Regions from separate parts of the Oryctolagus cuniculus genome. Here region 1 is linked to region 2. A link is a contact called in public Micro-C data. All regions are on one chromosome and are shown on one strand. Each heading gives the region's core, a stretch centred on a gene start, on an enhancer-like site or on the middle of the called end of the contact. The rest is flanking DNA. Distances are from core to core; before and after follow the strand shown.

What was found. Hi-C and Micro-C count contacts between places; a contact is called where the count stands out from the background.
Region 1: a contact with region 2 is called in a Micro-C map of ear pinna, with 2.5 times the contacts expected there. The contact joins the enhancer-like site here to the promoter of C6H5orf63 in region 2. A contact is called at or near these places in 2 of 6 Hi-C or Micro-C datasets (ear pinna and an unstated tissue).

The regions. Positions count from the first base shown.
Region 1 is chr6:16,368,591-16,375,493 of mOryCun1.1, reverse strand. No RefSeq gene overlaps it. Among named protein-coding and RNA genes, the nearest start is that of MEGF10, 59 kb to the left of the region's middle. Within about 2 kb of position 4,778, at least 1 of the 8 cell types and tissues checked has an H3K27ac peak or open chromatin away from gene starts, as enhancers often do.
Region 2 is chr6:16,246,080-16,253,454 of mOryCun1.1, reverse strand. C6H5orf63 (chromosome 6 C5orf63 homolog) reads left to right here and starts at 1,770. Exons shown (of 5, transcript XR_011389679.1): 1 at 1,770-2,159; 2 at 3,886-3,988.

The DNA of each region.
Region 1 (6,903 bases), core at 3,529-6,028, 120 kb before region 2:
GGAGGGAAAGACCGTCAGCTCACTTGTCCATACTGAATTTAAGGCACCCACTAGATTAAGTTCTTATTCTGAATAAAGCTGTATATACAGAACCACACAGCCAAGAGTGACACCTGGGATGGGCATTTGGCACAGTGGTGAACTCACAGCCTGGGAGTATCTGGGTTCAAGTTCCAAATGCAGGGGCTGGTGCTGTGGTGTAGCAGGTTAAGCATCCTCCTGCAGTGCCAGCATCCCTTATGGGTGCCAGTCAGGTCTCCGCTGCTCCACTTCTGATACAGCTCCCCGCTGTGGCCTGGGAAAGCAGCAGAAAATGGCCTATGTGCCTGGGCACATGCACCTGTGTGGGAGACCCAGAAGAAGCTCCTGGCTCCTGGCTTCAGATCAACTCAGCTCTGGCCGATGCGGCCATTTGGAGAGTGAACCAGCAGATGGAAGATCTCTCTCTCTGTTGCTCTCTCTTCCTCTCTGTCTCTGTCTCTGTCTCTGTCTCTCTCTCTCTGTAACTCTGAGTCTCAAGTAAATAAATAAATCTTGGGAAAAAAAGAAAGTTTCAGCTGCAGCTCCCAATTTCAGCTTCCTGCTGATACAGGAAGGCAGCGATGATGACCCAGGCAACTGATACTCTGCCATCTACAATGAGAGACCCAGACTGAGCTCCTGGATCCTGGCTTTGGCCTGGCACACTCCAGGGCTTTGGCAGGCATTTAGGGGATGAACCATCCCATGGAAGATCTCTGTCGTTTTCCTATCTCTGTCCCTCTACCTTTCACATAAATAAAGTTTTTAAAAATTAAAAGAAAGAGGGCTAACTCATATACAAAGATCTGTTAAACTACTGACAGAGGTAAGATAATGGCCCACATTAAGAAGTGGAAGTTGAGAGAAGAAAACACTAAAAAACAATAAATAAGTGGCCATTAAAAGCAGCCATGTAAATAAGTATATATGTAGGCTTCTGCAAATGTAATCAATTCAGGATGCACTATGCCAATGAAGAGAAACTATAATATGTATAATATAAATACAAAAATCATGTTTATGAGAATACTTCAAAATATCCCTGGAAAAGGGAATTAAAAGATAACCCCATTTTGGTGCAAAAAAAATTTTAAAATCCATGTATGGTTTACTCGTAACACCCATTTCCATGAACTTTTTGGTGACCTCTCATGTGATTGGATTTCAAAATATTTGCACCAAAATAAAGTTACCTTTTAATCCACGTTTCCAGGTGCATGTTGCTGTATCCATGCATGGACTTTGATGGGTGCACAGAGGAGCGTGGACATCCAGGATATTTCTTGGGTTTGCTAAAACCTGGTGTGCTCTCCCAGAAGGTCCATTAGCTGGGACAGAGGTCCAAATGGTACAGAACGTGGCAGTCACCCCTGGAATCTGCTCCACACCCATTCCTTCCTCTTCACTGCAGAACCTGAATCTTCCTCAGGGCGGCAGTGTGTCCGGCTGAAATTTCATTTCCCAGCCCCCTCTGCACGTTTGAATGGTCACATGACACAGTCTGACCAATGAAATGCAAGCAAAAAGGAGAGTAGCAGGAGATGCAGCCCGGGGAGAAGGCGGGTGTGCTGTATGAGGAAGGTAAGGAGGGCTCCATAAACATCAGAGCTTGGGTCCTTCTCCTGGGCAAGCCTGGGGGAGAAGACAAGTCCTCTGAGAGCCTGGCCATAAGGAAAACCTAAGAAGGCAGCGCCCTTGGCCACTGGGTTCCCACGGAGGAGTACCAAGCCTGGGTGCCCCAACGCGGGGAGAAGCAGAGCCTCTGCTGCCTGAGGGTGCGTGACGGTTCTGACAGGACGAGCACCAGGTGGACCACGAACTCAGGGAGACCGCCTTGTGTTTTCAGTCTCTGCGTCACGGAGGATGGGGCAGGGTCCCCGAACAGTAAGTTGAATTTCCCTCTGGCAAGGTGGGCTGAGAGCCCCTGGCTTACAAGCCAAGAATGAGCAGCACTGCCAGTGCCGGTGTCTGAGCCTTCAACAGCTCAGCCTCCCCAGCCCGGGCGCCGACACCACGCGTCCCTCTTCCTGCAGGCCACGCCTCCTGGCACTCACTGCACTTCCTGTCTGTCTGTGCCATTCCTGTCCTCTCCTTTTACAAAATGTGTACATCCCCTCAGCAACGAGGGCCAATCTTCCCTTTGCTCAAACACTGTCCCTTCGGGGAACCCTCCTTAGTTCCCCTCATACACCATATTTTGACCGAATTTTGCACTTCTCTTGGAACATGATGTTCTACCCTGTGTTACAGTCTCAAATCCCTTGCATTTCAAAATTGGCTGAGCATCTATCATACACAGTAGAGTCAGAAACCAAACACTTAGCATGGCAGCACGTATTCATTTATCCAGCAAACAGTATGTGAGGACCTACTATGGGCTCTGGGACACCAAAATGAGCAGGACACCGAGCCTGCCCAAGATGTTCCCAAGCTCCATGTATTAGGTCTGAGGCTTATGGGTGGTTTTACATTAGTTGCTAGCAATTTAAAGCTCCAGTAAGAGGGCTGGCATTGTGACTGCAGCATCCCAGCTGGGAGTGCCAATTCAAGCCCTGGCTGCTCCCCTTCTGATCCAGTGTCCTGCTGATGTGCCTGGTAAGGTAGCAGAAGATGGCCCAAGTGCTTGGGCTCCGGCCACCCACATGGGAGACTCAGATGGAGTTCCAGTTTCTTGGGTTTGGCCTGGCCCAGCCCTGGCTGTTGCGGACATTTGGGGAATGGACCAGCAGAGGGAAGATCTCTTTCTCTGTGTCTGTCTCTGTTGTTCTGCCTTCCAAATAGATAATAAATAAATCTTTCAAAAAATCCATTCAGTTACCAAGAAGAAATTAATCAAAATGGAGAAGACCCTTTTGTTGGGGATGGAGTTTCCAGATGTTTTAGAATATGCTACCTAGCCTGGGTGAATCTATTGCATTTATAAGTAAAATTAAATAGCGAGAAAAACTGCAAGCTGTGCTTTAATCATTTCCATTTTTTTTTTTTTTTTTTTTTGGACAGGCAGAGTAGACAGTGAGAGAGAGAGACAGAGAGAAAGGTCTTCCTTTTGCCGTTGGTTCACCCTCCAATGGCCGCCGCGGCCAGCACGCTGCGGCCAGCACACCGCGCTGATCCGATGGCAGGAGCCAGGATCCAGGTGCTTCTCCTGGTCTCCCATGGGGTGCAGGGCCCAAGCACTTGGGCCATCCTCCACTGCACTCCCTGGCCACAGCAGAGAGCTGGCCTGGAAGAGGGGCAACCGGGACAGAATCCGGCGCCCCAACCGGGACTAGAACCTGGTGTGCCGGCGCCGCTAGGCGGAGGATTAGCCTAGTGAGCCGCGGCGCCGGCCTCCATTTTGAAAATAGGTAAAAGAGATCATTCTTATTTTTAAAGCAAATGTGCAAATCAAAACACTATTGCCAGTTATTGAAATCTGTGAAAAGTGCTGAGATGAAGGAGCTGTTGTCCAAAGCCACTTTAGCCACTTTCTCATCACAGGACTTCCTTAGCCTTTCATTCTTTTCTGCTGCCCCTGCAGTTTTGCACTTTGCTGCCCTGTGTCATAAGACCCCTCACACATGTGCGTGCAGAAACCAAGGAATTTCTACTGCAGCTCTTGGCTCAGGCCACGGTGGACACTCAATCCCAGAGCTCCCTTGCCCCACTTCTCAACCTCTGTTTAGGCTCTTTTCTTCTCAATTCTGTCTCCTGGCTCTGCCAGTCTTTGAGGAAACCTCTCTTTTCGATGCCCTGAGTACATTACATGTTTGGTATTACAGCAGGCCTATGAAGGTTGGAACTCAGTAGCCAAGAATAGTTTGGTCATTATCCATCCAGCTGACTGGTGAGCCTTGGCTCTGTGTCTGGCATTGATCTAAGCCTTGAAAAATAGTCATGCCCAAGACAGTAAACATCCTTTGGTCAAGGAGCTTACATTCTAGTGGAGAAGAGAAACAGTTAATCAGATGAACAAGGTCATGGACAGGGAAACAATTGGAATGATGTATCAGGCAGGAACAGCAGAGAGGCACTCAGAGTGTCAGATTCCTGCTGACGTGCACCCTAGAAGGTGGGAGTGATGGCCCAAGTATTTGGGTCCCTGCTACCCACATGGGAGACCCATGGAGTTTCTGGCCCCAGGTTTCAGCCTGGCCCAGCCCTGGCTGTTGTGAGCATTTGGGAAAGAAACAAGCAGATGAATGATCTCTCATTCTTTCTCTGTGTCTCTGCCTTTCAAATAAAAATAAATTTAAAAACAAAATTTTTAAGTTCAATGAGTATCCATTTCTAAAAATGTATGCCTCTTCTTTTCATTTACCTCGCTAGCACATTTTTACTTGGAGAAAAAAAATAACAAGAGTTCTCTAAAACTTGTCTCTCCACTGTTTCTGGTTGTGCAGACAGAAACCGAATCATTGATGTAGTTTCTACTCTGTCCGCTAGAGAGCAGTGCAGGTTCCTCTTCTCTCCCCTGACCCCATGCCCCAGCCTCATTCTTTGCCTCCCCTACCCCTCCCAGCCAAGGCAGGAGAGGAGGAGACACAATGGGGAAAAATATATCCCCTATCAGAGCAGCAGAGGGAGGAAGTGACTTGGAAAGACAGAAGCACCATGCACTGTACAGACAGTCCCTTTGGCCTGCTTGCTTTCTGCGCACCCACTGGGCAGTCCTGTCCTTTAAATCAGCCCCCAGCAGCCTCCCTCCCCACAGCCCATTCCACACAGCTCATACTCGCCCTTCCCTGTTCAGAGTCACTGAGCACCTCGCTGAATCACTGCCAGGGCGCCCAACCCTCTTCCTTCTGCCAGAGCTCACCCCTGGATCCTCATGACCCTACCCAGGAGAGGTGATCGCTGGAGGGCAGCCAAGCACCCCTGGCAGGGACAGGGTGATTGGCTTGATGCCCAAGGGGCTACCATGGATCACACAGGAAACAAGAGCAGCAGGGTTTTGTGGGCGGGGCCAGGTGTGGAACCACATTGAGGAAGGGAAGCAAGAACAACATTGCACTCCCTTGCAGAGAGTGTGTGCTGTCCCACACTCACTCAAACACCTGGCCTTGCTGTGACTTCTTCTAAGGAGGGCATGTCTTCTACAGGTGACAAAACCTAGCCAGGAAGGTTAAGCAGCCGGTTGCAATTGCAGACAGGAATGCCAGGGTGGGAGTTTTACCCAAACAAACAGACCAGTTTAAAACCATCCCTTAGGAGCATATCAAAAGAAAGATCAGATTACTCTACACCAGAAGTACTTAGGATCCCCTACTGTGGCCCTTTGCCAATTCCAGGTGCTACAGGGAAGGGGCAAGGCAAGAGATGACAGCCAAGGCACAGAAACCAAAGGCCACCAAACCTAAGGGTGCCACCACCCTCCCTCTACAGAACAGGCTGGGGACAGCCTCTCCCAAGAGGTCTAAAGGCTGAGATGTCCCCTCTCTGTCTCCGTCCCCTGGGAAAGAGTCCTCGTCACTGGAACAGCATGGCAAAAGCTCAGGCGAGGAGGCGGCAGCTCACCTGCCAGAGATGTTTGCCCTCTCTCTTTGCAACTTATAAGCAGAGATTGTTTCTATAGCCTCCTCAACAGCTCTTGAATTGTTAAGGAAGAGAAAGGAAAAACCAAAAGTGAAAGTTGATCTTGGGGGTGTTTTTTTGGCATGAGAAAGGGGCGGTTCGTTTGCTGTCCTTTTTTGAAGGATTTCTTTCAAAAAATTACTGGAAGTCCAGCATGAGGCGTTGCGTGTTCTGTATTTTAATCTTGGTAGATTTTAATAAAATGTTTTGACTCCCTTTGGGATTTATCTGTGACTCAGATCAGGCTGCTCTGTTCCACAATCCGCCTAGGTAAAAATTAAATTGTAGCTCCCATCTGCGTCACAGACATGCTGTGAATTGAGCAGAGCCTGCTGTCAGGTCAGCGTCACAGAATGGCTGGAAACATCCTGAACTTCTCTAAGAAGGCAACACCTGTGCGGCTTTGGGACATTTCCTGAAACTGCTTCTGAGAACATTCGTTTCTCTCTTAATTAGAACTTTATTTTACTTAAAAAGCAATCAGTTGAATGCGAGAACCAAAGTTCATGCTAATGGCAGTGTGAGTCAGAGAGCTTGTTCAGGTACAGGTCACAGTTCTTCTTCTTCCCTGAAGCAATGCCTCATCTGAGAAGACACCCAAGTAATCTATTTGTTGACCTCATGGATGGACCTTAGATTTTGTGTTTTTTTTTTTTTTTTTTTTTTTTTTTTTTTTTTGATCCTTAAAGTCTTCACTTATACCAGCACACATGTTCATTTCTACTCCTTGCAAAGTCACATGGCGTTTATGGCAAAGAAATAAGATAGCCATAAAGCCACAGCACCACTGTCTGGGAGGCGAGAAGGGCCATCAGGGAGATATACAGTTGGATGAATCTCTTGGCAATCAGAAAGAGGACAGGCCGTATTTTTGAGTGAACCAGAGAAGAACAAGCTGAAGCCCAAAGTACACCTGGAAGAAGTCAGTATAGGCAGGAGCCATTTTTGATGGCAAAGTCCTAGGAGATCCTAAATTTGAAGATGGCAAGAAACAAAATGAAGTAGGGTGCAGGGCAGTAATCAGGGCAGTGAATTAAAAGGCAATGAAACACCTAATCCACCCCATTCCTACACCCTGGCATCAAAGCAGTGAGAGCTGGGCCTTGAGCTGCAGAGCTGCTGCCTTGCTACCCCACACCCCTAGGCCCAGACACAGCCCACCCGGTTCACGCTCAGAACTCTCAGCACTGATGGTCAGTTGAGAAACTTGCAAAAGAACACAGCAGCAGGGAAATTCCATGATGCTAAGCTATAGGGTTGACCACTGACCACTGGAAACAATCCACAGGCCAGAGGAGAGATTTAAGAATTTGGGGGTTGATGAAATGT
Region 2 (7,375 bases), core at 521-3,020:
GGCGGCCATTGGAGGGTGAACCAACGGCAAAAGGAAGACCTTTCTCTCTGTCTCTCTCTCTCACTATCCACTCTGCCTGTCAAAAAAAAAAAAAAAAAAAGTAATGAAGTTGTTATGCGCATTAGGCCTAGCCATTAATGAAGTCAACAGTGTTCCATTTTCTGACCACTGAGGAAATGCTTATTAATTTTCTTCTTTTATTTTGAAAACAAACATTTTTCCTGGTCAGACTACAGACATTTTTCCCAGGTGAAAATCCTATGCCTAGCACTGTGAGACCCGGAGATAGAGGCTAAACTGGTCCTCTGAGCTCCGGGCACTAAGACTGGTGCCCACACAGCGACTAGGCATTGACCACATTGAATTCTCGGGGGTTTCCAGCTATTTCAAGAGACTCCCACTCTGAACTGAAATAATAATTTGGAGGTTCCAATTCTTGTGTCACCACTCAAGAACCCAAGAGATTCTTACTAATTAAACTCATGTTCTGGAAATTTGGTCCCTGAGAGAAATTCACCTCTACCCAAAGCTAAAAAGCATTCATTGTCATGGACGCCTTTGGTAAAGCTATTCTTTTTCCTTCATCATGTGAAATCAGGTTTCATAAATTCAATTTATTTTAAGAAGTTTCATTTTTCTTCAAGAAATGACATTTGGAAGCTGATCTGGAATTTACATTTCTATGGAGCTTTTTCATCTCTTCACAAAACTTAAGTTATGCAGGCTCCACTAAGGTGCGTATAACCAGATCCAAGATTACTTCCTTAAAGATAATCTATCAGCAATTGTTAGGTGGAGTGCACTTTACTGAATGATTTTTTTTTCTTCAGAAAGATCAAGTCTTATCAGAGTGCATCAACTCAAAAATAACCATAGGAAGTCTGTCGGCAGTCACAAAATCCCCTTTAAGCTATCAGCAAACGCTGAAGCGATAAAGTATGAACTTGAAAATTCTACTTTCTAAATGTGTCCTCTAGCAATATCACATAATCAGCGGGGTTTGTTTAAAGGATTCATTCCTGACCTTGGTTTGCTTTATAGCTTTCTTTAAAATCACTGAATACACATCGACTGCATAGAGGTAAGCTCATGGATACCAGCATGAGAGCCTGAGAATTCAACTCTGCCATCTCCTAGCTGTGAGAACGTGGGCAAGTTATCAAGCCTCCATTACTCCGTCTGCAAGATGGCAGTAATAATATTTAATGGGATTTCCTTCAGGAGTAAACAAGTTAATGAGTGTAAAGCTTTGGGTGACCAATCCTTGAATGCCAGCTTTGAGTACTGCTACCATCATGTTGCTTCGTCAGTTCATCACTATGACCCGACAACCATTCCAGCCAGTACACCTGGAACCTGGACTACTCAGTGACCTCCTCACCTCCCCACTTGGCTGCTCCTGCCTGTCCTAAACTCTTGTGTCTCCTTTGCAAAGCTGACAGACCCTTTCAGAAGGAAAAACAACCACTTCGATTCCATTCCTCCACGGAACAGAGAATAAACCTGAAACACCTGCAGCTGGCCTCAGAGAGTCACTGCGGCCTGGCTGTGTGTCCCCGCCTGTGTGCCGCCCCGTTCTCCATTCCCTCCGTGCCCCGGGCCACACCAGCCCCCTCCAGCGGCGTGCACCCTTCCCTCAGCCTGCGGGACGCTCCCTCGGCCTCCACTCCCAACCCCAAAGCTGTCTGCAATAGATCACACCGGAGGCCTTCTCAGAAAAGGACAATGTTCTAAGGCCCGACAAAAAGCAAACAAGCAACCAAAACAGTGTGGGGAAGGTACTGGCCGCCAGCTTTGCTCCTCACAACCTAGTTCGGCCCGGACCAGATGAAGAGGGCAATAAATACTAAACGAACGAATGCATGCATGCGGGGAGCGGTGAAATGGCGGGACCGCACAGCCTCCTGTTGGCTCCCAGCCCTTCGGGCTCCTTAAACGGCTTTCAGCGGGGCCCCTTTTCGCTGGTTAGTTGTTTGCTTTTCTACAGCTTGGCTTTGGTTCTTGCGGCCTTCTCTTCACGAGCAGCCACCCCTGACGGCGGCTGTGGGAACGCACCACAGAAGACAGCAGCGCCCGGCGGCGGGCGCGGGCGGAAGCGGGGACCGGGGCGGAAGTGCGCGCGCGGGCGGAAGCGGCGACGTGGGCGGCGCGAGCCTCAGGTGGGTGCGGGCGGTGGGCGCTCGCGGCGCGCGGGCGCGCGGGTGTGCGGGCGGGGGAGGACCGGCCACCCTTCGCCGTGCCGCGCGCTGCCCGGTTCCATTGTCTTTAGAGGGCATTTAATTAAATCGGGAGCCATAAATCCAGGAAGCACCGGCGGGAGGCTGGGAGCGAGGGAGCGCGCGGGCGCGCGTGAGAGGGCGCTCCGGGAAGTGAATAAATGAGCGGAAACAGGAGGCAGCTTTTACAGTACAGAAAGCGGACAGAAGCTCAGCTTCGTGCTTCCTCGGGTCATTCGCGGACGCCCGATTTCTGGGAGGGGACAGCGATTTTAAATACGCGTTGCTCGCGGCCGCGTCGCCCTTCGGGGTGAGGAGGGTGCCAGGTGCAGCAGGCAGCGTGGCTGGCACGGCTGGCTGCACCTGCTCGCCGCCTTCCTGCGCGGAACCAGCCCCGCGGACCCCGAACTGGGAGACAATAGATCAGACTGTACCCTTCTCAGCAGATACTCGGCCTTGCCAGCCACCTTGCACAAACACCAGCTCCTACTGTTTTTACTAAGTCTGATGGTAGAGAAGCCCCACTCAGCTGTCACTAATGTGAACAGACACGTGACTGTTTCTATGGCTATCTCCAACAAGGAGGGTTTTTTTTGGGGGGGGGGGGGGGGCTGCTGCTGATCTTTGCCTTTGTTCTTCAATAGGATGGTGGTTATATGGTCCTTTATATCTTAGAGCCTTTTAACAACAACAACAACAAAAAGTCACAGTATGGCCTCGCCTGACCCAGAGATTCTCAGCTCCTGGGAGAACAGGGATAGTGTCTAGGATCTGTTATGTCCCAGCTCTTTCTAACACATTTCCGAGCATAATAAGCAGGGCTTTGTAGCCTTGGTTAAGCAGCCACTGGGACACTGAGCGCGTTGAGGGTGGTGGCTGGGAGAGGAAACAGCCTTCTCGTTTAATAATATTCTGAGGGACGGTTTTTACGGTGCTTACGAAGCTCTCCACCACTGTCTGGGGCTACAGACATTGAGGTGGTTGTGGGTAAATGACAGGGAGAGATGAGCAACGCTTGGAAAAGGAGGTGTGCCCTGGAGACACTGAGTGATGATGGCAACGCTGGGACAAGGCAGAACTAATCATGGTTCTGTGTGAAAGGTGGTAGCTCATAATCTGGATCCTGCTTTGCTGAGGAATACAACGCCCTGGAACTAGAAAGGCCCTGTTGTGAAAATTCAGATGGGTAGGGCCGGTGCTACAGACAGGCAGAGTCCCTGGCTTTTCCTTCCTGATTACTGGAGTCAGAGGTGGCCCCTACCATGGAAGGACAACTTTGTTTGTTTGCTTTAATCTTGGACCAGAGGAATATGAGGCAGTGTGGTTTAGGCAGAAGGACCCTAGGCAGGTAAGTAATAGAAATGAGGATTTTCCAGCTGGCAAGTTTACTGGACTGTGTTTCTGTGTTGTTCCAGATGCCTGGCTCTATCATACTCTTAAGTACCCAGAGGCACTGCAGAGAAGTGTCTTCAAAATAAGTTATTTCCTGTATTATTAAAGTTTTTCATAACTTATATATACTGTAAGCAGGCTGATGCCTTCAGTTTCTCTAATGTGAAGGCCCCAGGTTTCAAATGTAGCAAGAAGTTGAGGTGATCTGATAAAAGTAGTAAGTTTTTTTTTTATGTTCTTTATTTCAAATCTAATATTTTCCGCTGCTTTATTCAAGGAGTGTACCTCAGAGGAAGCCAAAAGCCAGCTGGAATAGTTCCTGAATGCGCTTTTAATCTTGTTTACAATTATTCTGAAGGAGGAAAAACCATCTGGATCAGGTATGTGTAGCTACACAGGTAGCAGGGACTAGTTGAGCTTCCTCCATTAGTATCACACAGCAGGTTCTGGGAACAAAATCATTTGAAGAAGAATATGCAAAATAAAAAGCTGTGGCTAAGTATACTATAAATAGAATTCACACCCCTAAATCCCCATCTCAGTACAGGCACAGGGAACAGGAGACGTGAAAACATTACTCTCTTTTTCACTCTAGTTCTTACCTAAGTTAAAGTTTCCAGAGAGGAGACAAAACTGAAATAATCTATTTTTAGAAAGTATCCATCACCCTGGATTTCAGAGCATTTCACCTGTAACTTCTTGTCCGAGCCATTTTACCACTACAACCTTCATCACTGGTATTATCTTACTCCTTTATCAGTCTTTCTCCTACCCAAGGAATGAGTTCCTTAAAGGTAAGGGTGATATCTTTGTTACACTTGTATTTCTAGTCCCTGGCCCAGTGTTTGTCAAAATGGGCTCAGACACTACATGCTATAGATGTCAACAGGCAGTGTCCTCGAAAGGAGGCTAGAGCTATACAGAGCATAAAAACATCACTGGGAGTGCAACAAGGTAGAGAAAAGAATGTAGAATAATTACCTTCTTTTAGGGCTTACTCGGTACATTGGAAGTAGTGCTTTAATAAACAGACTGGAGATGGAATCCAAAGATGGTTACCAAACTGCCTTCCAAAGGAACTAGGCCTGTTCTGTTGCGGGGCCTTTGTTGTGCTGAATGAAATACACAAGCTGGAAGACTCCGCCAGCCTTGACTACACTCCCTCCAGGCCTCCCCTGTTCAACTCCTCACCAAAATACCTGAAGAGTGCTCTCTTAAGGTGTGCTAAATTGGTATCTTAGTTAAGGCCATGTCTTGGTTTGGTCCTGCCTTGGGGATACAAGACCTATGTACAGTGAGTAGTTTAAGTCTAGGTTACCCACATAAAATGGAAGGAAATCCGTACTTGTATTTTCTGCTTCACTGACAACACTGCAAAGGAGTCTAACGTTGACAGTGTTTTATGTTGTCACAGGGTAGTCATGTGGGATGTGTTGCTTCCTCCTATTGCCAGTGGGATTGCAGCAGAAATCAGAATGTTGCAACTGGAAGCAAATGAACTTCCTCTTATTGTTCTAGAAAGTTTTCATATTAATTATGAAATAATGGGGAAATTTCTGGTTTAGTCAGGCGGGAAGGACGTGACATTGAATTATTTGTTTTTTTTTTTTTTTACTCTGCTTTGTAAAACACCTAGTCCTCCCAGTCAGCCAAGAGAAAGGATTTTGTTATTTCATAGGAACTCAGTCAACTGAGGCAGCTGAAGACATAAGCCTGGGAAACAGAGATCTAAACTGAGCTGTTTCTCCAGGTTCAAAACTGAAATTATGTGAATCTCCTTATAGCTACAGATCAGAACCTTCTGTATTAAAGAATCCTGCTTTCCAAAACCAAGCCTTTCCTCATTTTATTTCCACCTTTAACTTAAACCTTAAACAAATCATATGGTGTCTTATTTTGTATACTCCAGGATTCCTATGCAGATTTTTGAGATTTTTTTTTTTTTGGAAGAAAGGTAATCGAAATTAGAGATCTCTTCTGTTTCTGAAATTCTGTGTTGATTACATCTATATAAAAATAACCATTGTTCAAGTTGAAACTATAGAGAAATGAACAAAAAATGCAGTATGAAAGATGGTTAAGTGTTAGCTTCCTTGTCAATAGAGCATGGGGATTCTCCAAAGTCAACTCCTGGTTCTAGAATATTAAAATACTCAATTAGTGACAGCTGTTAAAGAACAGAATAGGGCTCAGAAGACTGTAGAAATGTCCCATAACAGGATTTTCAGGATGTGACTTAAAGAGTAGGAGGTTTCCAATGTCCAGTCTGAACACCATACTTGTATAGTCCCAAGTCTCATGGGTGTCACAAGTCTAGGAAATGCTGGGTTTAGCATTTCAAATGTTCAAAGCTACATTGGCTCCAAAATGGCTAGAAATGAATGAATGAAACGTCTTTTATCTCTTGGTGGTCATGAGAGTAACTTCACTTCGTTGGCAAAAGGAATCAAGAATAAGTGGAATATTAGTGACAGATGAAAGACACTCCCTTGGTGGATGGGTTTTGAATTGCAGACAGTTGCTTTTTGGAAGTGGAACTGTGTGCTTTTTAAATAGCAAGGAAGCTGACATTACTAGCTGTGTACAGTAAGATGAAGATGTTTTAATGAAATTGGCTTCTTTCTGGGTCAGCAGTAAGTATCAGAGATATCTTCAAAGGGAATAGGTCATGCTGGTTAAGAAGGATAATGTGGGAAGGAGTCTGCATAATTCCTTCTGCACTTTGTCCTCATCCCTTGAACCAGAATGATTTTGCCCTCGTCCTACTGCTATCTTTAGGGAATGAAGGAAATTTCAAATTGGTTTTTAAACTCTATTAAGCCCTCGTGTATGATATAACCCAACCACATTATGCAGGTTTTCTTGGCTCTCAGGAACAGCTTTGCAGCCATTATGTCATAATTGAACTGAACATCGCTGTACACTCTCAATGTGGAATATGCTGCTCTGGCTCCAGGCCATGTGCTGAGTCAGTATTTTGGGGGCTTGAGGATGGAGGGGAGTAGAGGGGTGTGATCTGTGCAGACCCATTGTGTTTGCAGCAGTCACCCTGGAACTCCTCTGGGCACCCAGGTACCTGAGCTGCTGTATTGTGGAAGTCCATGACTGTTCTAGATGACCCTCATCATTTTATTTTTCTCAGCCAACTGTTTTCCTGGAAACCCTTCCCTGGCATTGTCATGGGCACCATCCCAGTACTGAGTAGCCTGCTTGGAAGCAGTGATCTGGAAAGAGTGACTGCTAGGGTCTGAAGATCCGACATGAGCTCTTGCTTACGCCAAAGCTTGCTTTCCCCTTCTGCTTCACAGTGTCAGCTTGCCTTGTCTGAACAGAGGGCAGCACTCTGGATGTGCAGGGGGTTGCCACAGTGCAGAGTGCCTGTCGTTAAAATTGGTCCAGTAGTAAGAAAGCAAAGTGTGTTATTCTTCCCTTGAGGGGAGCTTTTCCATCTCAGGTGCTTAAATAGTTGCGAGTTGAATACCCCGTCATGCTCTGTGTCCCCCCTAAGACCAACTCGGTCCTTTCTGACACTGAGGCTTTCTAGTTGTGATGGGGGACTAATGGAAGAGGGTCTTTTCACCTCTACCTGGCTCATAATGTGAATTTTGTCCTCCTTGAAGGACAAGTGTTTTAAGTTCCTACAGGTAAAAAACCCCTGAGATTATTTGTTAAGGCCTTATGCGGCCATAGGCTGTCTCCAGAGTATCTCCTAAGCATGTGATTTCCTCTTCTCAGAACAGGGAGATATTTGGGGACCAAAGTCTGTG